Regions from separate parts of the Mus musculus genome. Here all the other regions are linked to region 1. Evidence: chromatin contacts called from public Hi-C, HiChIP or PLAC-seq, Micro-C and promoter capture Hi-C data. All regions are on one chromosome and are shown on one strand. Each heading gives the region's core, a stretch centred on a gene start, on an enhancer-like site or on the middle of the called end of the contact. The rest is flanking DNA. Distances are from core to core; before and after follow the strand shown.

The links. Promoter capture Hi-C pulls out the DNA fragments that hold promoters and counts their contacts. Hi-C and Micro-C count contacts between places; a contact is called where the count stands out from the background. HiChIP or PLAC-seq counts read pairs in DNA pulled down with a chosen protein or histone mark.
Region 2: an H3K4me3 HiChIP or PLAC-seq map of bone marrow-derived macrophages shows a contact between it and region 1, with 2.4 times the contacts expected there. The contact joins the enhancer-like site here to the promoter of Ppm1l in region 1. A contact is called at or near these places in 3 of 39 promoter capture datasets (3T3-L1-derived adipocytes, cranial neural crest and frontonasal cranial neural crest) and 8 of 115 datasets of contacts at active chromatin or transcription factors (bone marrow-derived macrophages, embryonic stem cells, neural tube and 2 more).
Region 3: a contact with region 1 is called in an H3K27ac HiChIP or PLAC-seq map of thymic regulatory T cells, with 9 times the contacts expected there. The contact joins the enhancer-like site here to the promoter of Ppm1l in region 1. A contact is called at or near these places in 21 of 39 promoter capture datasets (the 3T3-L1 cell line, 3T3-L1-derived adipocytes, the C10 cell line and 12 more), 1 of 15 datasets of contacts at CTCF or cohesin (the NIH/3T3 cell line), 11 of 484 Hi-C or Micro-C datasets (LSK cells, bone marrow-derived macrophages, cerebellar granule neurons and 8 more), 17 of 115 datasets of contacts at active chromatin or transcription factors (the NIH/3T3 cell line, acute myeloid leukemia, bone marrow-derived dendritic cells and 11 more) and 1 of 9 other capture datasets (pancreatic islet).
Region 4: a contact with region 1 is called in a promoter capture Hi-C map of embryonic stem cells, with 2.3 times the contacts expected there. The contact joins the enhancer-like site here to the promoter of Ppm1l in region 1. A contact is called at or near these places in 4 of 39 promoter capture datasets (the C10 cell line, cranial neural crest, embryonic stem cells and 1 more), 5 of 115 datasets of contacts at active chromatin or transcription factors (embryonic hindbrain, embryonic limb bud, embryonic stem cells and 1 more) and 1 of 9 other capture datasets (adipose tissue).
Region 5: a Micro-C map of embryonic stem cells shows a contact between it and region 1, with 9 times the contacts expected there. The contact joins the promoter of Trim59 here to the promoter of Ppm1l in region 1. A contact is called at or near these places in 4 of 39 promoter capture datasets (fetal liver, liver, neutrophils and 1 more), 5 of 484 Hi-C or Micro-C datasets (embryonic stem cells and fetal liver) and 1 of 115 datasets of contacts at active chromatin or transcription factors (embryonic stem cells).
Region 6: a Hi-C map of embryonic stem cells shows a contact between it and region 1, with 2.7 times the contacts expected there. The contact joins the enhancer-like site here to the promoter of Ppm1l in region 1. A contact is called at or near these places in 1 of 39 promoter capture datasets (cranial neural crest) and 1 of 484 Hi-C or Micro-C datasets (embryonic stem cells).
Region 7: a contact with region 1 is called in a Micro-C map of embryonic stem cells, with 3 times the contacts expected there. The contact joins the promoter of B3galnt1 here to the promoter of Ppm1l in region 1. A contact is called at or near these places in 14 of 39 promoter capture datasets (the 3T3-L1 cell line, 3T3-L1-derived adipocytes, the HPC-7 cell line and 8 more), 1 of 15 datasets of contacts at CTCF or cohesin (the NIH/3T3 cell line), 11 of 484 Hi-C or Micro-C datasets (the N1E-115 cell line, cerebellar granule neurons, cerebellum and 5 more), 6 of 115 datasets of contacts at active chromatin or transcription factors (the NIH/3T3 cell line, cardiomyocytes, embryonic forebrain and 3 more) and 1 of 9 other capture datasets (adipose tissue).

The regions. Positions count from the first base shown.
Region 1 is chr3:69,315,643-69,318,497 of GRCm38.p6, reverse strand. It overlaps Ppm1l (protein phosphatase 1 (formerly 2C)-like), which reads right to left and starts at 1,580. Exons shown (of 4, transcript NM_178726.3): 1 at 533-1,580. The coding sequence starts at 931.
Region 2 is chr3:69,668,363-69,671,062 of GRCm38.p6, reverse strand. No RefSeq gene overlaps it. Among named protein-coding and RNA genes, the nearest start is that of Nmd3, 52 kb to the left of the region's middle. Within about 2 kb of position 1,317, at least 14 of the 459 cell types and tissues checked have an H3K27ac peak or open chromatin away from gene starts, as enhancers often do. A contact at or near this core is called in bone marrow-derived macrophages, where this site is marked.
Region 3 is chr3:69,698,199-69,701,132 of GRCm38.p6, reverse strand. No RefSeq gene overlaps it. Among named protein-coding and RNA genes, the nearest start is that of Nmd3, 22 kb to the left of the region's middle. Within about 2 kb of position 1,647, at least 45 of the 459 cell types and tissues checked have an H3K27ac peak or open chromatin away from gene starts, as enhancers often do. A contact at or near this core is called in bone marrow-derived dendritic cells, bone marrow-derived macrophages, group 2 innate lymphoid cells and 2 more, where this site is marked.
Region 4 is chr3:69,755,261-69,758,165 of GRCm38.p6, reverse strand. No RefSeq gene overlaps it. Among named protein-coding and RNA genes, the nearest start is that of Nmd3, 35 kb to the right of the region's middle. Within about 2 kb of position 1,470, at least 28 of the 459 cell types and tissues checked have an H3K27ac peak or open chromatin away from gene starts, as enhancers often do. A contact at or near this core is called in embryonic stem cells, where this site is marked.
Region 5 is chr3:69,043,418-69,046,486 of GRCm38.p6, reverse strand. Trim59 (tripartite motif-containing 59) reads left to right here and starts at 1,745. Exons shown (of 3, transcript NM_025863.3): 1 at 1,745-1,874; 2 at 2,645-2,719.
Region 6 is chr3:69,625,836-69,628,839 of GRCm38.p6, reverse strand. No RefSeq gene overlaps it. Among named protein-coding and RNA genes, the nearest start is that of B3galnt1, 28 kb to the right of the region's middle. Within about 2 kb of position 1,394, at least 15 of the 459 cell types and tissues checked have an H3K27ac peak or open chromatin away from gene starts, as enhancers often do. A contact at or near this core is called in embryonic stem cells, where this site is marked.
Region 7 is chr3:69,597,305-69,600,290 of GRCm38.p6, reverse strand. It overlaps B3galnt1 (UDP-GalNAc:betaGlcNAc beta 1,3-galactosaminyltransferase, polypeptide 1), which reads left to right and starts at 1,331. Exons shown (of 3, transcript NM_020026.4): 1 at 1,331-1,489.

The DNA of each region.
Region 1 (2,855 bases), core at 331-2,830:
ACCCACCACCAGCGAGGCACCCTGTCCCACGTCCTATGGCTCTAGCAAAGTTGGCAGAGTTGGGAAGAAGCGAAGCGTTGCAGCTGGGAGTCCTTCCCTAGCGCGAAGCGAATAGAAGTCGGAGCTTCCTTCACCTTCACCCAGTCTATCCAACTGGTGCAGGCTTCTTCTTTTAGGGGTACACGAAAGACACGACGTTCCTTAACTGCCTCAAACTCTAGAACCGGGACACTGAGGCCTGGTGACAAAGTTCACTGCATATACTATTCATTCTTCCCAGAAAACTAGCAGTTATTAACTGGCTTCTGACCTTGGGAACTTTATATTAAAATGGCACGGAATATCCAGTGTCTCTCGTGTCTCTCAGCTAAAGTGAACGCTCTCATACCCAAGATCTCCTTGGCAGGGTCTTGGGAACTTGACTCACCTTGTCATCACCAGGTCATTACCACGCCCCTCTCACCCCGATCCGACCCCGCCAAGCACGAGACGCCCGGTTATTTACACACACATAGACCCAGAGAACTCCTACCTCGCCGCCGTGCCCATCAAAGATTCCGAAGATGGACGGGTGCGTCTTGTTGGCTAGATCGGTGAGAACTTCGAAGCGATCTTCCATGTGGTCTCTCCGGCCCTGGATGGAGTACACCGCCACATTATGGCTCTTGAATTCCCAGGTCTTGGAAAACTCGGCCTCCAGCACATCAAGTCCTCCAAGACGATCGTTCTGCATAATCTCGGCCACCTTGCCCTTCACCATCTTCACCGCGTCCCGGCTAGACTTAACGATGGTCTTCACTTCGTCCGTGTGGAAGAAGTAACTCCAGAGAGCCAAGCTGATGCACAGCAGGAAAAGCGTCTCGGGTCTCAGTAAGAAGTAGCGCATGATGCGACCCAGCAGAGACAGCAAAGTCATTGTATCCTCTATCATTTATTATCCCTAGAGCCCGGACCAGCAGCAGCGACGCGTGCCCCGCAACTCGCGGGGTCCGAGTACTGCGGGCACTGCCCGCGGGGACCAAGGCGGAGAGGCAGCCCGGGCCGACAGGGTGAACGAACCCACGGCCGCTCGGAACAGTCGTCCAGAACGATGGCAGTTTCCCTTTTGTCTGGGCAGCCCGAAGGCCCGTGCCTGCCGCCTGCGCCGCCTTCCCTCCCCGCGCTCTTTGTGAGACCGCAGCGACGGCGGCGGCGGCGGCCGCCGCGGGTGCCCCGGGTGGGCGACAGGAATCAAGTTAAAGTTGCGCCGAGCCGGTCCGCAACGGTGAAGAGGATTTCGGGGTGCCGATGCCCGCGCGGTCCCTTTAGGGGTCCCCCCTCGCGGTTCCCGGGAGCGATCGGCAGGTGAGGAAGCGCAGGGCGCAAGAGCCCGGCGGCGAGGGTTGCACGTTCCCTCGATCGCCGCTGCAGGCGAGCTTGGGGGACGAGACAGCGGAGCGTTGCGATTTCGTCACACATCCAGGGGGGGTCCCCGAAACAATAAAAGTTTTGCCGGTGCCTGGGCAAAGGCAGGGGGACACCGAGCTGGGAAACGCAGCACGATGGGTGCGGAGCCGCCGGCAGGCTCTGCCTGCCTCTCCCCAGCACCTCTCAGCTCGGCTCGGCTCGGCTCGGCTCGACTCCGCTCGGCTGCTCCCGGCTCCGCTCGCGCTCGCCCCTCCCCTCCCCGCACACGCTCGCCCCGCCCCGCCCCGCCCCGGGAGTGGCGCTTCCAGATGCGTAACACTGTCACCCGGCTGGGGGCCCGAAGGAGCTCGCCGGGGCGGACGCACGTGGGCAGCAGGCGGGTCGGGGGAGAGCCGCGGGGGGTGAGCGGCAAATCCAGCCGCCCAGCTCTAGCCGATTGTCGATTCTGCCTTGGAGGCCGGCTCCCAGGGACAATGTGATAGTGACGTGAGGTCACTGAACGTCGGTTTCTTGGGCGGCACGGCTGCTCGCTGGGGAGCCGGGAGCTGTACCTGAGCCCTCCCCCCCTCCGGCACGCTACACAATGGTACGGTCCACGCCAGACTTTTCGTAGGGCTAGCGAGATGGGACACATTTCTCCTGTCTCAAAAATCGAAAGTGAGTGATTACTTTGGCCACCCGAGGCAGCTGCCACAGAGACCCGCCGGGATCTCCCAAGAGGCAGGACTTGGACTCGGACCGCAAGAGCTATGTCTCTCTGAAGGCAGAACCGGGGATCTCAGAACCGGAGGCTTGACGTGTAATGGCAAACGCCGGAGGACCAGGAAGGGCCGGCCTCTGAAGACTGGGACTGTGCTGGTGGCCACTCATCCATAAGGAACATGCTTGGAGTGTCCCTCAGCGAGCTACTCTGCCTATGGTTCAAGTTAGAAATCCTCTGGAGCCTTGAAAGTGACAACCACCTTCAGTCCTTGCCGAAGATGAGGGCAGGAGTTTGAGTAGGCAAAGGTGGACCTCAGCAGGATAACTTGAAGTTGGGGCAAGGACTGGTCGCCTAGAATATGAAGCAAGTAATCTTTAAAAGGAACTTCTCTTTCTCTCTACCTCTGTCCACGAAGGACGGTGCTGACCCACCGGACTGACGGTCAGGCATCCTGATAGTCTCCCAGCCAGTGTTCCCCCAAACACTTCTGCCTTCTTTTGATCCCAGTTCCGTCTTAAGATATAAAATATAATTACTGCAATAAAATATAACAAAATGTTCACAGTTGGCAACTAAAGTAACTTTAAACAATTTACATTTTGTCCAGATTTTTGTCTATTCTCCGTAACTGCTAAAGTTTCTACAAAAACCTGGACTTCCCTAACAACAACAACAGAAGAAACATGCTTAAGTATTTAAATAATATGACCCCAACAATATAAACATAAGTAGGAATGATGGGAAA
Region 2 (2,700 bases), core at 68-2,567, 350 kb before region 1:
GGCTAAGCCCCCTGGATATAGGACATCGTGCTCCCTGTATGTATAATAACTGACAAGTTGTCCCCACTGAGCTCAACACATCTGCAAGAAGACAGTCCTTTTTGTACTATTCTGAAATCTCTGATATGTATTCTAATAAAAAAATCAAGAGTCATTTCTCCAGAGCAATAAACATGTATTGCCTTGGCTATTAAAAATGAATAATTCAATATTCTATATCTTTTTTCCAAATTTTCAGTAATCTTGGGGTCAACTTGCTATTGATTGATGAAATGAACGGTATTACTAGAAAGCTACATATAAAATATTTACCAGCCAAAACCTGTGGACCGCAGTAGTCACAGGAGACTTGATTAAGATGCATGGAATTCTGTAAAATGAATTATAGATTCCAGCTAGCCCGCATAAAAGACACAAAATCCTGGTATTTTATTTGCAAGCTGTAAGGCTAGATTGGACAGGGTGTGAGCTCCTGTAACTTCCACCCCAGCCATATGACCCTTGTTACTCGCTGTTTGAGTCTCGCCCGGGTTATTCCTCTTCCATCAGCCTGTCCTCAGGGTCCACTGTGCTCTTGGCCTGTCTCCTCTCTCCACTTCCTTTCTCCTTATTCTCCTGGTCTCTCCCAAGACCTCTCACTCAATCCTCAAGTCCCTCCTTTCTCTCTCTACTGCCCAATCACAGCCAACTAGACTGGGGAGCAAGGTTTACAAAGCAAAGACTGGTATATGTGAGAATTTGCTCATCTGGAGGCAACCAGATCTTGGGGGCCCACTATTTAGCATTTGAATACATAGCAGCACCAGACCAAGCCCCAACAGATTTCTGTCTGTGTGGATTTTATATAGGTCAGGGCAGAGCTCCTGCTACAACCAGATGAGAGTTGACTCATGGGTAAAATTGGCCACAATGGAGAGAGTCCATTTTGAAACTTCTTCTGGACTAGAATAAATTACAAACTCATCAGGGCTGAAACAAGAAATATCTTAAATATGAAGTTGAGTTTCCATACACTATAGAGGCAATTACCAGAGGCAAAACTTAAGAGTACATTGTTTCTTACAACGATTACCTTTTTGGATGAGAAGAGCACACAAATGTGACATAAAGCCACGCTGGGCAGAGACTGCCGTCTACCACAGCGAGAAAAAGTTAGATGACCGTTTGATTGCTCCTGGGAAAGATCGTTTTTCTCTGTTTTCTATTCTTTCCCTTTTCAGTTTTACTTTAGCTTTCCTCTCTCTCCCTTTCACGAGGGGTTTGGTGGCTCAAGCTCGGGCTGTCAGGTTTGCAGAATAAGCACTTCTGCTCCTCTGAGTCATCTCACTGGCCCTCACGTGGTCATTTGCTCAGTCAGTTGTGCACAGTACATTGACATGCAGAACCCAGACCGTTCGGCCCAAATAAATAGAAAATGTTAAGGACTGGCGAGATGTCTCAGTGGGTAAGGCAGGATGGCTCAGTGGGTAAGGGCACCTGTGAGGACCTAGCTTGAGACTTCATGGAAGGAGAGAACTGACTCCTGAAAACTACCCTCTGAATTCTGCAAGTGCTGGACAGCACACACACAACACACACACACACATAGTGCATTAAAAAACAACAACTAGAATGTGTTAGCTCTTCTCTACATCACTCAGCTCTGATGGGGAAAATGAGGAAATTAAGAAACGATATTACCTTCCAGAAGGAGATTGCATGTAGACGCATACAGAGAGACATCACTTATGAAGAGCAATAGGGAGAAGTTGCAGAGGCTTTAAAAAGTCAATAAGCAAAGCAGTAATGCCCTGGCACTCTTCAGTCTTTTTGAATCTTTGCTTTCAGCTTTCTTATCTGAAAGGTTTTCATGTAGTCTCAAACAGTTCTGCACATTGAAGCAGATCAGATCAAGCCCACTGATTCCTGAGGCGTCGAGTTGAAGCACCAGTGGGGTCATGCAGGGCAGTGCGATCTGGGCTCCGACACCACCCACATTCGCCAGCCTACTCTCCCCTTGCTCGTGGACTCTCAGTATACCAAATGTGGCCAGCGTGTGTTCTGAGTAACCGAGGTGTGTAACACATCTCATTTAGAACCCATGACACTTTGGGCCAATGCTTCAACTAGATCCATTATAAATGTTATATCAGGAAAAGAATCTGGATGGCTAAGAACTGATCAAAATTATGTTTAAACTACTGTTGTGTGACTGACTTTTCCTGAGGAGATATGAATGAGGCCACCTATGACAGACCATGGACACAACTCCACTCAAGTCGAGCTTGGTGAGCCTATAGATGTTTGGGTCATTTATAGGTTTATACCTGATGCAAAGACAAATGTATCACCAATGAGCACAATGATAGCTCAAGAAACCTTGCATGCCAGAGTTCCCTGCCTGGTGTGTATTGGGACTTCCTAAGCTACCTAAGCCTTGCTTCCTCGGCTGCCTATCTTAAATGACTCCCTCCTACTTCTGAGAGGGTGTTTCTATTTAGAATAGCCACATAATAATGCCTGGAGAACAAACTTTTAATTTTTTTAATGTACAAGTGTATATGTATGTGCACATGTATGCACATGTGCTTACTGTACACGTGTGTGTATATGCAGGAGTCCCTGTGGAAATCAGTTAATACTGGGTGTCTGGCTTTCACTTTCTGCCTCTCACTGAACCTGAAGCTAGAGGCAGCAAAGCCCAGTGGCTCCTCTGTTTCT
Region 3 (2,934 bases), core at 398-2,897, 380 kb before region 1:
AAATAGATGGTAGAGTAGAAAAAAGGAATAGGATTGATGGGAAGTCTGCTGAAGTGGTTATCTGAAAGACTCAACCCTGTTCTTAGTAAATACGACTCAACACTGTTTTTAGTAACTACCAACTAGATTATTAGGGTAAAATTATTAAATACGGTAGGGATAGAAAACAGTTCACAAACTATGTGTGCATTCTTCATATATATATATATATATATATATACATATATATAATATTCATTTATATATGTATATGTATACATATATATATATATATACATATATATAATATTCATTTATATATGTATATGTATACATATATATATATATATATATATATATATATATATATGCGAGTGCACATACATGAATATAAAGAGTCCAGTTATACCCCCTGATCATGCCCCATCTCATCTAATCTTAGAAGTTAGGCTGGGCTGGGTCTGAACTGAAGGTGGACAGGAGTGAGGGAGGGGAGCAGGAGAAACCACAGCTGTTGGGGTTCAGAAAATGGTGCCTAACAGTACAGCTCTTGCCACTGTGAAGGCTTGCAACCAGCGTCTAATCTGATCTTCTCCTATCCTGCCCGCATCTCTTGCATCTTTTCCTTTCCCCAGCATAAGAGTATGCTTCCCCCAAGGTTTCCACAGCTACTTAAATGTTGTATCTCCCACAAGAATAATTTACAAGGAGACCGGAGCTGGCAACACACTGTCTGCGACCTAGGTGACCTTTGTCTAGGACCATTGTCTATTTTTCAGTTCTGCTTACCTCCTTTAAAAACCAGCCCCCCCCCCTCTCTACAATTGCCTACAAACCTCATGGCTCTGTTCCTTGTATGTTTAAGCTTTAACCACCTGGGCTATCTTTGAGTCTCCACAGTTTGACTATTGTACAATTGCAAATAAATGTACCTTTTCTCCCACTAAGCTGCATATTGTACATTTGTTCTATGGGCTCAAGTCGTTAAGCCCCAGGGACTAGATTACTTTAAACTGAAAGCTTTTGAATTGCAGAGATGCAGAAAGAAGTCTAAGCTGATCTTTAGCTTTCTGGAGGTAGCTATTTCCCTAAAGTCAAATGCCCCATTACTCAAGCTTTCTCTCAACTTCCTCGAAGGGCGTTTCTTGATTTCTTTGGGGGAGGCACAAATTCAGCAGCTGTAAACCTCTCTCTAGGGGAGTTTCCAAATCAGAAGGGAAACTGTGCATTTGCATCAGGCTGCAAGAAGCCGCTAGAACTGTGCAGACCTGCCCACTAAAGTGCAATAAATGCCATCTTTGCTCCAACTGTCGGCTGTGTATTTCCAGGCACATAAATAAAACAACCTGTCTTTGCTTCTGTTAATCACCAGGCAGGTATTCTTCAGGGCCAATTCACTAAGGTTAAATTCTCTCTCTATCTCCCTCTTTTTGTCTGTCTCTGTTTCTCTGTTTCTCTGTCTCTGTCTCTGTCTCTGTCTCTGTCTCTGTCTCTGTCTCTCTCTCTCTCTCTCTCTCTGTGTGTGTGTGTGTGTGTGTGTGTGTGTTGTAGGTGGGGAAATGATCACATTTCTCCTTTTCTTCTCTGCAAAAGTTGCAGGCTGTACTTATCTGATTAAGACCGCTACTGCATTATTAGGTAACTAAATATTGTGAGATCACTGTTAGACACACAGTCTACTGCTGACTGAAACATCATTATGTGTGTGCATGACTGGACTCACAGCCCAAGACACAAGATGTTTACTGATATTTTAAGGAAGACCAAGAAAAGAATGGGTCCTATCTAGCCCCTGGTGGGATTCACTTATATTTAAGAAGCTGGAGCAGGGGTGACGGTCATCTCTGTTTCCCAGGACCTTTCAAAGGGAAAAGGACAGATGTTTTGTAGCAGCTGAGGACTTCGTCTTTGGTCTGAGGTCAGCTCTTTGAGCAGACTAAGGCTGGTAAGACAATATCAGAAATTGCAGAAATGTGAAAGACCTTTTGCAATTCTATCACACCTTCAGAACCCCGATCTCTCAAGAGTAAATTGTGGCCTTTGTCTTTAAGAATGCCCTTCCCGGGGGCTGATGAGATGGCTCAGTGGTTAAGAGCGATGACTGCTCTTCCAAAGATCCTGAGTTCAAATCCCAGCAACCACATGGTGGCTCACAACCATCCGTAACAAAATCTGATGTTCTCTTCTGGAGTGTCTGAAGACAGCTACAGTGTACCTACATATAATAAATAAATAAATGTTTTTTAAAAAAGAGTGCCCTTCCCTATAAAATCCAGACACTTTGGTTATTCGCTCTTTGTGTGTGTGTGTGTGTGCTTTTGGCCTCTTGACTCCTGCACCTGCTTTACCCCTCACCCCTTTCCCTTCCCTCCCCTTCTCCTCACATGGCCCAGTTCAGCCTGGTCATATCCACATTGGAATTTCCCAGATATGTCTGCCTCTGGCTATGTCTCCCTTTTATCTAGAATAACCTTTTCTCTACCATACTTAGGAGTGATAGAACCTAGTGGGGAAACCCCCACTCAATTCCTGATTCAGCTTGAACCCAAAAAAAATCACGAAGGACCATCTTGATGTAATTACATGAGGTCGTTTAATGACGGAGCTCCGGGCCGACATGCATCCCACACAGGAGATAACGGATGTCAGCTACGAGGCTAGAAAGCTAGGGGTTTTTATGGGGTAAGGGGCTTAGGGGTGTGGAATTCAGCATAGCAACACACTATTGACTTATTCAAACATCTAAGTTTTCTAGTTTTCCTGACTCTTGTGGCCAGCATTTCATTTCTCTTATCTCTTTTTAATTTCCTGGCTCCCTGTTTCTTACTGATCATTTCTAAGTGCTAGCATTATTAGCATGTGCCACTTTGCTAGGTTCTAGTCTCTGTCATTTACCTCTCTTTGCTCCTGTTTCCTAACTGTAATGGAGATCTCACGCAATGTTCTCTCTCTCTC
Region 4 (2,905 bases), core at 221-2,720, 440 kb before region 1:
AGACTTTTAAATATACTATCTCCCTGAGTTATCAGACCCAAAGCACTCTTGCAGTCAGTGGCTTTAACACCTCAATTACTACCCTGGAATAAAATTCAAGTAAACTCTACATCAGCATAACTTACAAAAAAGGGGGGCAACAACAGTTCTAGTCATATTGCTTCATCAGTGTTGATTATCATCATAAAGGTGACAGCTACAAATGTCAGCTAAGCTACACAGCTAAACTCTATCAGTCACTCAGTGCCAGCAATGGTGTACATGAGTTAGATAAAGTTCCAAGCAAAATAGAAGCCTTTACTTGATTTACATAATCATTATCTTCCTAAGAACTCAGCTATAGAAAATCTCACTTACTCTGTACTTAAATGTGAACAGACTTAGGCAGCAATCTTAATTATATACTGCCACAAGACTTTCAAGATGAGCTAAAAATCAAAGGGGGAAGGATAGCACTTGCTTTTATGAGCCATCTTTCAGGACCATATGCTACCTAGCATCTACCTGGGGTTTCCAGGCCACTGTGACAAGTGCCATAGTGGTAAAATAAATGTTCCTCAGAGAGTAGTGCCTGCCTTTGGCAGAGGTTTCAGAGTGCCTTTAATATGATTTGACCTGAAAAACACATAAAGACAAAAGTACGTTTTTGGTTTCTTTGTTTGTTTTTTAACCCCAATTCCTATCCCCTCCAACCAAAGTAGCCTCTTGGAGTACTACTGCTTCACTGGACACACTGGAAAATGTAGGTATAATTTTTGCAAGTGTAGCCATTAATTAAACTGTAGAGTACCAGCTGTAAGCGACCAGACCAGAAGGCTCTGGAGATTTATTCTCATGAGTGGAGAACCTAACGGTCACCCAGAGGGCAGGGGTGAATGGCAGTCTCTCTAGGGTCGTCACAGTCTGGTTCCTGTTGGTGCCATGGATGCTCCGTGGCTTTCTGACTTAGTAACTGGAGTCCAAGAGACTGAAGTCAGTTTTCATGATCCTAGGACTTATCAATTCCTAATGAACTTATCTTTTCAAGAGCCGTTTTTATGGTCCTATCCCATGAAGAAAGAGGACCTATATAAATCAGTAAATAGTCTAGTAAATAAGTTAAGCAATATTATCATCAACATATGAAATCAAGCAATGAAATGTTTATTTCCAATTTCTCTGTAAACCTGTAGGGTTTATATAAATACAAACACAAGCCTAAGTTGAATAATCTGAACTTGAAAGTTTTTTCGACCAAACCTACTTTAAATTATAACCCAAAAGTCACTAAGAAAGAAAAAATCTAAAAAGTCCCACTGTTGAAAGCATAGCCTAGTGAAACTCAAAATACCGTGATCCCTACCTCAAGTGTGGGACTCACTCACGCGACTACAGAGGGATCCAGTGAGTGCTGTTAGCCACAGGACCACGGAGAGATTTCCCAAGGAGGAAGCCTCACACGGTGTTTCTTGACGACTGATTGGTAAAGTGCCTTTCAGTATCATCAGTCAGTCATTACTGCCACCTGGTGGACATTCTAACTAGCCTTAAGGCCATTGCCCAACGGGCTTCACTTAAAAACTAAAGGTAGGAAAACATTTCTATTATTTGGTAACATACTTCATTATCTTAGTTTCAGAAGGCCAAAATTCATACCATTCACTTACTCAAAGGCTATATACTTCATTTAAATACACACTGCGAATGGTTCAAATTACTTATAAAGCACTAGGCAGTGGCATTCAGACAAGACAGCATGATAGCACACATGAAAATTCAAATTATGCAAGCAATACTCAACCAGACTTCAAGTCATTCAACAATATTTTTATTTTTCATATTTCCATAATCAGGGCTAATTTTTCAACATGTGGGTGCCAGGGATTGAATTGAGGACATGAAGCTTGGTGCCACTGAGTCATCATAGCAGCCCTCAACAGTTTGCTTATAGCAGCTTAAGTAGCTGTGACTCCCCAAAATGGGATTAAAAGCATGCACCACCGCACCTGGCTTCTTAACTCCTTTTATTTTTTTATTTTGTATACAGGTGTCTAGCTAGCACAGACATCTATGTGTCGCACGTATGCCTGATGCCCAGAAAAGGGTAACAGATCTCCTGGAACTGGAAGTGCAGGGTTGTTGAAGAGTTGTGAACTACTATGTGGGTTTTGGGAATAGAACCTTGGGGACCTCTGAAGAGCAGCCAATTCTCCTAACCACTGGGCCATCTCATCTCTTCAGCTACATTCTCAACAATCTATAATACAAAGGCCTTTGTACTATTTGAAAATCTAAATTTCAGACGTCAGTGGTCCTACCTAATAAGATGTAAATCTTAACAAAAACAATGTATGACTGTTAACTACGTCAAAGTGAAACTTGTTTAGCAAAAAAAGGCAAAAACATCAGGATATATCAATGTCCAAAACCATCAAGAGCTACTTATGTAAGAAATATCTTCAAATCAACACTCAGAAATGGAATCTCAAGTATCTAGATAATGAAAGGTTATTCAATATGTAATCTAACAAATGTAATTAAAATGAACACTACTTTTGTCACCTTCCAAGCTGACAAAAAATTAAAATGGAAAACCCTATAATATTATAAAAGTGTTTGCCAAAGTCAAAAAAGAGAAACCCTTGTATACTGATAGAAAACTGCAGACCTTGAGCATACATATAAGTTTTGCCAGCCAACAGACAATACCCACCCCCATAGATTTAACGATTAAAATAGCACCTGCTATTTTAGCTTCTGTGGGTGAGATGCCCAGACATGTCTTGCTTGAGTGTCTTCAAGTCAAAATGCTGTGGTCGAGGGTTAGCTGGGACTGCCATCTTATGGACCGTCAAGGAGCTACAGAGAGCTTCAGAAATTGGGTTAGGCCAGATCTGACCTTCTTGTACCAGGACATACTGGAATA
Region 5 (3,069 bases), core at 496-2,995, 270 kb after region 1:
CCCATCTTTTTAGTATCTTTTAGTAACAGCCCTAGAACTTGCCTTCTAATACAAATATATGTTCGCTCTGTAATTCCTCAAGAGTTTATTGTTCTTATCTAAGACAGTATACAAGCTTCTACTGTTTTTATTTTTATTTTTTATGTGTACGAGTGATTGTCAGTGTAAGTATATGCCATCTGTGTGTGTCTGCAGAGCCAGTCAAGAGTGAGCTTAGATCCCCTGGAGCGGGAGTTACAGGCAGTTGTGAGGGGTCCACAGTCATGCTGGGAACTGAATTTGAGAATAGTAAGTGCTCTTAACTGCTGTTACCTCTGGTCAGTTAAAAACAAATAAAACCCCGTTTATCTATTTCTTTAATGTGTGGTTTGTAACGTGCATGCATGCGTACATCACATCCTTGCTTAGTGATCTGGGAGGCTAGAAGAGAGCATCAGATTCCCGTGCAACAGTTGTGAGCTGCTGTGTGGGTCTTCTGGAAGAACAGCCAGCGCTGACTTTCTGTTTCAAAGCTCAAGACAAAAAGTTTTCAAGCAAGGAGTCTGAGGAGCGCCAAGAAGATGTTAATGTGCGCTCAGCGGTTTGGCTTTTCCATGGTGGGAACTGAACACGCCAGGCGAGCACTGGAACTGAGCTACACCCCCAGCTCAGAAGTCACATTTCTGTTCATCATCTTTCCGATATTATACCTGTAACAAAACCACGTATTTCCCATCCTTTATCCCGTTTCTCAATACTCTATCACAAAGGGAGTATTGGGAGTGTGTATATCGTAATGGAAGACACCCAAAGCAGCTGATTTTTTTTTTTCAGCCCAAAGTTTTCGAAGGCTGACGCCCCAACACATGAGGTTTTTAGGTTTACGACTTTTACGCTTTGGTGCCTGTATTTGAATTGTAATTTCTAGTCTTTCTTTTCCAGACCAACACTATCATCTATAGAGCGCATGAATAACAGTTCATAAATCCTGAGTAGCGCTGCCGGTCAGCGTGGAGCTGCCTTAGTGCTAAGGCTCCTCTTCTCTGCCCCTTCCCCATGTTTGGTTACAGAACTTTCTGGCAGGGTCGGGCACTCTATGGACCTGTAAAGCACACTCCTTGAAGGCACAATCCATTTTCCTTCCTCTACGCCCCCTCTTTCCATCTTGTCTCCGAGGTCAAGTCTTGCTGTGAGTCTTAGGCTGACTTGGAATCTGCTCTGTAGCTCACACCGGCCGGGAGCGGAGAGCGGTCTGAGCTCTGGAATGGCGTTTCTCCGAGAAAGTGAAAAGCCACTACTGTGTTTTCTGACCCAGCGTGTTAGAGAGGACAGGGAGGACACAGATGAAGGCTTAGGCGCGCCTAAGTTGGAGGACCGGAGCCTCACGGGGGCGGGCGAGCGCGCCGAGCCCTCCAGCCGGTGACTGAACAAGGAACCTGTGAGGTAACAATGGAAGAAGCCTGCGCGCCGCCAGCTCCAGAACCATCCCGTGCGGGCGTGGTCCTAAGTAATAAGCAGTCCCTCAGCCAGCCGCCTCCAGAAGCCGCCGGGTCACCCGCGCATCCCCGCCCTCGCGAGGTCCTGGCGCCAGCCCTTCCCCCCCAAGGCGCGACCCCTGCCGCCCGTGCGCTTTCCGCGCCGCGCGCTAGTGCGCAGGCGCCTGGCCCTCGGCCGTTGGTGTTCAAAGGCCGCCCGCGCTCTCTCATTGGCGGAGGCGGCGCGGTTGAAAGTCGCTGCGGCGCCGCCGGCCCCGCCCCCGCCGGGCACCTGAAGACTCGGGCGAGCGCCTCGCAGTGTCCGCACCAGGCTGCCCGGGAGCCCTCGCCGTGCGCGCCGTCGCCCGCCTCGCCCGCCTCGCCCGCCTCGCCCGCCTCGCCCGCCTCGCCCGCCTCGCGGTGAGTACGCGGCTCCGCCGGGGAGGCGGCTCGCTGCCCCTCTTTCTCGAGCGCCCGCGGCCCCGGTGCGTTCGCCGCCGACTTGAGGATGGGGAGGCGGGCTGGGCTCCGGAGGGCGTGCGCTCGCCTCTCCTCGCTTCGCGCGCTCGCGGGTGGAGCAGCGGCGCTCCGAGCTACCGGCGGGATTGAGGTCGTAAGGGCCGGTAGGTGAGCCTAGCAGATCCCGCAGCACCGCGCGGGGCGAGTGAGCCCTGGGCATCCTGGACAAGAGGGTGTGACTGCCATCTTTGAGCCACTTCTTTGTTTGGAGTTCACGTAGGACTTATGCCCATTGTACAGATGTGAACCTTCATAGGTAAAACTGAGGCCTGCAGCGTTTCGGAGACCACCCAATGTGTTGATGGGAATAATTTAACGTAGTTTCGAGCTGGGGATATCTACGCGCGAGGATATTTCTAGTCGTCTTGCTGAGTTTAAATAAAACTTTGAAGCGGGGCATGAACGTGCACGCCTGTAACCCCAGCATGGGGGCAGACAGAGGCAGCAAGCTCTCCTGTGCGTTCCAGGTCGTCAGTGAGGACTACAAAATTAGTCTCAAAAAACCCACCAAACCAAACTATGAGTGTTTAGTTCCCATCATTGGTTAATCTTGTCCAGAGTCAGAGATTCGTTATGTTGTAAAAAGTCCTTTGTGTGGAAATGGTTGGGACTTTAAAGATGAAATATTTACTGCAGGCAAAATCTGAAACATTAAATTGTTTTACTTTTAGAATAACAAAGGATCCTGGAAAAGTTGGAGAAGATAAAGTACACCCAGTGTCCAGATCAGGAGATTGACAGACCAGGTAAGCTCTGGGAAGTTAACTGGATACGAAGAAACATCAGGATATTAGAGTGTGTGATTCCTGGGCTATGATGAAAGATTGAAAAATCTCTTGAAAAAAAGATGTATATTGGAAGTGTATAAAATTTTAACCATCTTATGGAGGAAGCATAAAGTGAGAAATGACCTAATCTAAAAGGTATTCAGTTTTTTGTTTGATTCTCCCCCCCCCCCCAAAAAAAAAAAAAAAACCAAAAAACAAAAAACCATGGTTTCTCTGTGTAGCCCTGGCTGTCCTGGATAATTGCTCTGTTGACCAGGATGGTCTTTAACTCAGAGATTCCTCTGCCTCCCAAGTGCTGGAGCCAAAGC
Region 6 (3,004 bases), core at 145-2,644, 310 kb before region 1:
AAACACACATTGCAGCCTGCCAGTAAAAGAGGCTGGCTGAGAAAATGACCCATACTTTGTTACTCTGTAACAGGTTGCTTAGTTACAAATGTATATGGATTCGTGGGAATAATTTGACTTCTTCACCTGTGATATGTAAAATGTTTTGTGTGTGTGTGTGTGTGTGTGTGTGTGTGTAAATGTATTGGAAACCCTAGGGTTTTGTTTGTTTGTTTGTTTTTATAATCATTCACTAAAAGAAAAATAGAATGTAGTCACATTGTGTCTTCTATACTGCTTGAAAGGTTTTGCTGGGATATTTAAGTGGTGGGAGAAAAAAATAAAAGGGTTGGAACCTGCTTGTTGGTGTTTGCTCCACTCATCAAATGTGTGTGTGTGTGTGTGTGTGTGTGTGTGTATGTGTGTGCGTGTATTTGTGTGTGTGTCTATATGTGTGTGTGTGTGTATGTATTTATGTATGCATATAAAGTGGTTGGAGCTTGCTTCCTCCACCAGTGTGTGCTTGCTTTCTATTGTCACCAACCTTACAGCCACTCCTTGGATCTCCAAACTTTTATCAGAACAGTAAGAGATGGAGTAGGTTCTCTAAAAGAAGCCAGAGTTGGAAACGTTGTACATTAGTTCCCTTTCTTGTCCCTGTTACGGAATACCTGAAAGAAACAACTTGAGGGCTGGTGAGATGGCTCAGCAGCTAAGAGCACTGACTGTTCTTCCAGAGGTCCTGAGTTCAAATCCCAGCAACCACATGGTGGCTCATAACCACCTGTAATGAGATCTGACACCTTCTTCTGGTATGTCTGAAGACAGCTAGAGTGTACTTATGTATAATAATAAATAAATCTTTAAAAAAAAAAGAAGAAAAAACAACCTGAAGTTTTATTTTGCTTCATTATTTCAGTTCATTCTGTGGTCACTTAGCCACATGCACTTGGGCAGAACATCACGGCTATAGGCGCATGTGATAGGGAACAGTGCTTACATCGTTGTGGAAACAAAACAGAAAAGAAGGCCTAAAGAAGGAGCCAGAGATAGCCTTCATGGGCATCCCCACTGACCTACTTCTAACCCCCTTACCTTTCCCCACCTCCCGGTTATGAATGCCTTTATATGATGGATCCAGCAAGGGATTAATCCCTTTATTAGGTCAGAACCTTCCCTTGGAAAGTTAGTTCTGTCAAATGATGGTTTGCTGGGGAACACAGGTGAAAAGATATTCTGCTATAGCAGACACATGAAAGGACGTGGGATGAAGGACATGGGATAAATATGAGCCCACAGACACTGGGAGCCTGCACATTCGTTTGCTTTGTTCCACCTTGTAAGACATGTTGCAGAGCTGACACCACAGAGAAAAACTCGCCGGAGAACTTCTCGTAAGGTTACTGTGGCTTCCTGGCCTTTGGGCCAGCTGGCAAGCTTTGGGGCTTCTTCTGGATTGAACTGCCCTTCCTGGGGAAGAGGTCAGCTCAGGAACTTTGGAAAATTCCACCAGACCCCTCCACTCCTGGAAGAGAAAGGTCTTAGAGCGCATAGGTACCCCTTCCCTCCAGAAGGGAGAGGCTAATTACATTCCTCAGACCACGGAGGGGGGAGAGGGAAGCAGGTGGGGGATGGGGGGGTGGGGTGGCAACCAACAGCCACCTGAGGGTGGGGGAAGCCCAGAGCACTTAGACACATTCCACAACCTTGACCACCTACAGACAAGGGAAATCCTTGCCATTCCTAAGGACCAATCAGTTTAAAAGCCACACTGTTCTGCCAATCACTTTGGGCCTAATGTCTGCTGCTCTGAAAACTGTATAAAAACTCGCCAAACAGAATGCACCGGGTCGTTTTCTTTCTTCTTCGTGTGCAGTACGACCCCAGCATGCTGGAACAATAAAACTTCTCTTGCTATTACATCAATCCCCAGCTCCGAGTTGTTCACTGGGGGGGGGGGGGGGGCAGTAAGTTAAGGCTCGCCAGGGTCTTACACTGGTTCATGTGTAGTATCTGCTTAATGGACTGGGACGCAGCAGCTGACTCCTGTGTAGTGTCTGCCCGGTGGACTGGTCTGCAGCTGGTGATTCATATTTGTTGTTTGCTCGTGGACTGGACTGAGAACCATCAAGATCGGACTCACCCCCAAAGAACTATTTCCAAACAGGTTCACTTCCCCCAGGTCTTAATGACTTTTCCACTACCTCTAGGTTTGGGAGGGGTGGACTAGAGGAGAAGTTGAACCCTTATTAAAGTAGGTTGAGAAAAATGCCCTTGTGATCTAATTATCTCCAACAATAGCATCACCACAGGGGTGTTAACTATGCCTGCGTGTGTGTGTGTGTGTGTGTGTGTGTGTGTGTGTGTGTGTGTGTGTCTTTGTGGGGATAAATACGCATGAGTGAGGCCAGAGGACGACCCTGGAACTGGAGTTACAGGAGGTTGTGAGTCATCCCAGTGTGGTTGCTGAGAACTAAACTTGGGTCCTCTGTAAGAGCTCAAGCACTCTTAACCACTTATCCCTGCATAACGTGCAGAATTCACCACGATCCCCTCCTTTTCCTTAATGTGTGCAAAACTAAAGTAGCTAAGGCTAATGTCTCCCCTTTCCACCTCTGTATGGGAACCTAGAAGTTTGGTGTTTCCCTTCCCAACATCTATTAGTTTCCTGTACAGTCCCTGCAGGTTAGGTTTTCAATGAGCTAGTCCTAAGAGCAGACCTGTTTTAGAAACACCTTATGCTCCTGAGTATTTCAAATTGGTTCTCTTTTCTCTTCTACTACCAGACGCACCAGAGTATTCTCTGCTAAATACTATGAGGATGTAATAGAATTTCATGAGAAACACCCATGAAAAGTGTAGGATCTGCCTCTGACCCAGTTCCTTGGAATTTTTAATTCTCAGACGTGCCCACAATGAGCCTCCAGCAATTTACCAACCCCAGGCAGTTAGCCCTAAACACTCCATGTAAGGGCAACAAAAATGGGCCAAGCAGGCTACACCTGGTTTCTTGAGGTGACCATTC
Region 7 (2,986 bases), core at 82-2,581, 280 kb before region 1:
ATCTTCGACATATTGCCTATTAACCACTGAAGAGAAACATTCTCCGTGTTTGTTTATCATGGAACAGTTTGGAGAATACCTCTCCCTACTTCCATGGTTTTAGCTTTGGGTCAAGTGAGATTGTGTTTGAGAGTCCATATTCTCCCCCCATGGAAATAACACGCAGAGCTCCATGCAGTGTGTAAAGGAGTCTTACCATTACATCCCGCTTCTGGTTCAAGAACTTAAATTACTGAGCTGGGAGAGCAAAACAGCAGTCAAACAGAACTGAGCAACTTCTAAAAGTCCTGCTACGAAAGAAAACAGGTTGTGCTACATCTATATATTCTACACGGACGCATAGAGGCAATAGTCCAATCTTGATAAGATCATCTTTCTAGGAAGTCGGTGTGGCTTTCCGACAAGAACATGGCGTACATACTAGGTGATATTGTAGAATTCTAGTTTCTCCAAATCGATAAGGCTGATCCCGGCTATGTTGAAGTCACTAGTTTAAGAAACGCAACCTAGAGCGTCTAGGGAAGGATGGGAAAGCGATTCTTGTGAATTGTTGTTAAATTTTGGTTGCTTGTATTTAGGTGCTCACTGAAAAACTGTTTCCTTTTAGGTGGAGTGAGGCCAACCTGTTCACAGTCCTAAAGCCAAGACACCAGAATGGGTCTTTGTTTTCAGATGACACTTTGTTTCCAGGGGCCTTTTGACAGAAAGCAATTTTTGAATGGAACCACCTCCACCCTAAGTCCTGGGAGAAACAGTCAGTACAGAAACACCCAGCTTTCATGACCAAAGGCTTCTCCCTTCTCCCAGAGAGGCACCATTTGGGTGGAGATGACTAAGTGGAGCTGACCAAGGGTTCATAGCACTAGACGGTTTCTAGAGGCAGTTGAGGGTGTGGGGGTGGAGGTGGGGTGGGGTGCCAGGACTCTCTGAGCCTCTGGTCCACATACACCAAAGCTTTCCTCTCCCCACCCCCACTCCCGCACTCCTGAAAGGAGAAACAGCCTTCTGAATGTGCCAAGGCTTCCTCCTTTCCAAGTCAGCCCTGGGGCGGAAATCTGCGGGCTACACATTTAGGCATCTCCCCGAGAAGGGAGAAGGGAGAAGCCTTTGGTCATGAAGGCTGGGTGTTTCTGTACTGACTCTGTTTCTCCCAGGACCTAGGGTGAAGGTGGTTCCATTCAAAAATAAAATTTCTTGCTTTCTGTCAAAAGATGGCACGAGGCAGAGAGCCGGGGTTGGAGGTGGAGGACTTAGGCGAAGCCTGCGGTGGCCGTGATGCTGGCGCCCGCCCGCGGCAGAGGCCGGCAGCTGCGGCGATAACAGCGATAACGGCGCTGGGCTGCGGACGCAGGGACCCCGCGCGCGCGCGCGTGCGTGAAGGAGGCGCGCGCCCGCCCGCTCGGCGTGCGTGCGGCTGCGGGGAGTCCGTGTTCGCGCGCAGAGAGCGAGCGCGGGCCGCACCGTTGCGGGTACCACGGGCGCACGGGAGGTGAGTGCGGGGCGGGCGGGCGGGAGGCCGAGGCGGGGAGACGGTTGGGCGGCTGCCGAGCGCCCCTCTCTCTCGCGGCGCAGCCTTCTAGGTTCGTGGGTCGGGGCTTCGAGGCCCCGGGCGCCGCTCGCTCCTCCGTGGAGCGGGGCGCCGCGAGCTGCCACGCCCTGGGCTCTGGCCTCCGCGCCTGGTCTCGGGGCTGGGTCTCGAGGCTCCGGACGAGAGACTCGAGAATCTGGGCCACTTGGAGGGGCGTCCAGTGCTCTTGGCGAGCCGGGCCACCGCGGCCTCACGGATCCATCCTGCCCTGCCTTGAGCTATGTAAGCCTCGGGGGCCGAGGTAGTGGTGGCCTGGTTGTCACCGCGACCAAGGAGAAGTGGAGAATACTGTCCGCACGCCACGCCGATGGACCTGCTGCAGGCCCGGAGGGAGGAACGCACATTCTAGGCGGGAAAGGGCCTGTGGTCCCTAGGGTAGGAGAGTGCTTCCTGGGGGAGAGGTGGCGAGGAGGAAGGGAATGGGAGATTTGGAAAGAGGAGACTCCTAAAGATTAAGGCTACATTATTAATAAAAGGTCTGAGTGGAATGTACAAAGCATTGTAAAGGAACTCTTAGATGGAGGGAGCCTTACTTTTTCAGGCTGTAAAGGATGCGGCCAGCTGCAGCACGGAGAGCTAGCTGTGTTTGTGACTGCAGGACTAAAAGGTGCAGGACTAAAAGGCAGGCATTGATTTTTGACTTAAGTAGACCCCCCTCCCACAAACCCCGTTCCCAGCCTTTAGGAGAAGCAGCTTGCTTTGTTAGGAAACGCTACTGCCAAGTAAGGAATTGCCCAACGGTTTGTTTTTGGAGGGAGGTAGGACGATTTGCAGTCTTCACCCAGATGAAATCTGTGTTTTACCTTTGGGTGTCTAAGGCAGACGCAGGGAGTTTGAGCTCTCTGAAGTGTTGACACCTCATAACTCTAGGAAGGGGCCTTCCTTTTACTGAGAGAAAAGTGTGGCATTTTCTCTCTTTCACGTTGGAAGATTTGATTGAAATGAATGGCCACCAGGGAGCTGCAGCATTAAAAACTATTACATTATCGAAATTGTTCTTGGTTGTCGAATGGGACGAGAAGAGAGAAGAAGAAAGCATCCAGGCCTATCCAGAAAGGAAGAGCCAGCTGATGCTGATGCAGTTTGTCAGGGAGAGACCATTGATTTTAGCTGTGGTAGCATTATGATATAGTACTTAAAAAATATTTTCTAAAGCAAAATTTATGTGTTCTCTCTTCATGTATGCATGTGTACCAGAGGCATGCCTAGGGCCTGGTAAGGTCAGAAGTGGGGAGGGGGGCGGCACTGCACCCCCCAGAACTGAAGTTATGAATGGGAATAGACCCTCCACATGAGGGCCAGGAGCTGAACTCTAGTCTGCAAGAGCAACAAGTGTGCTTAACCACATGTCATCTCTCCAGCCTCGAGATAAATATTTCCTTAAATTCAGTTCTTTGC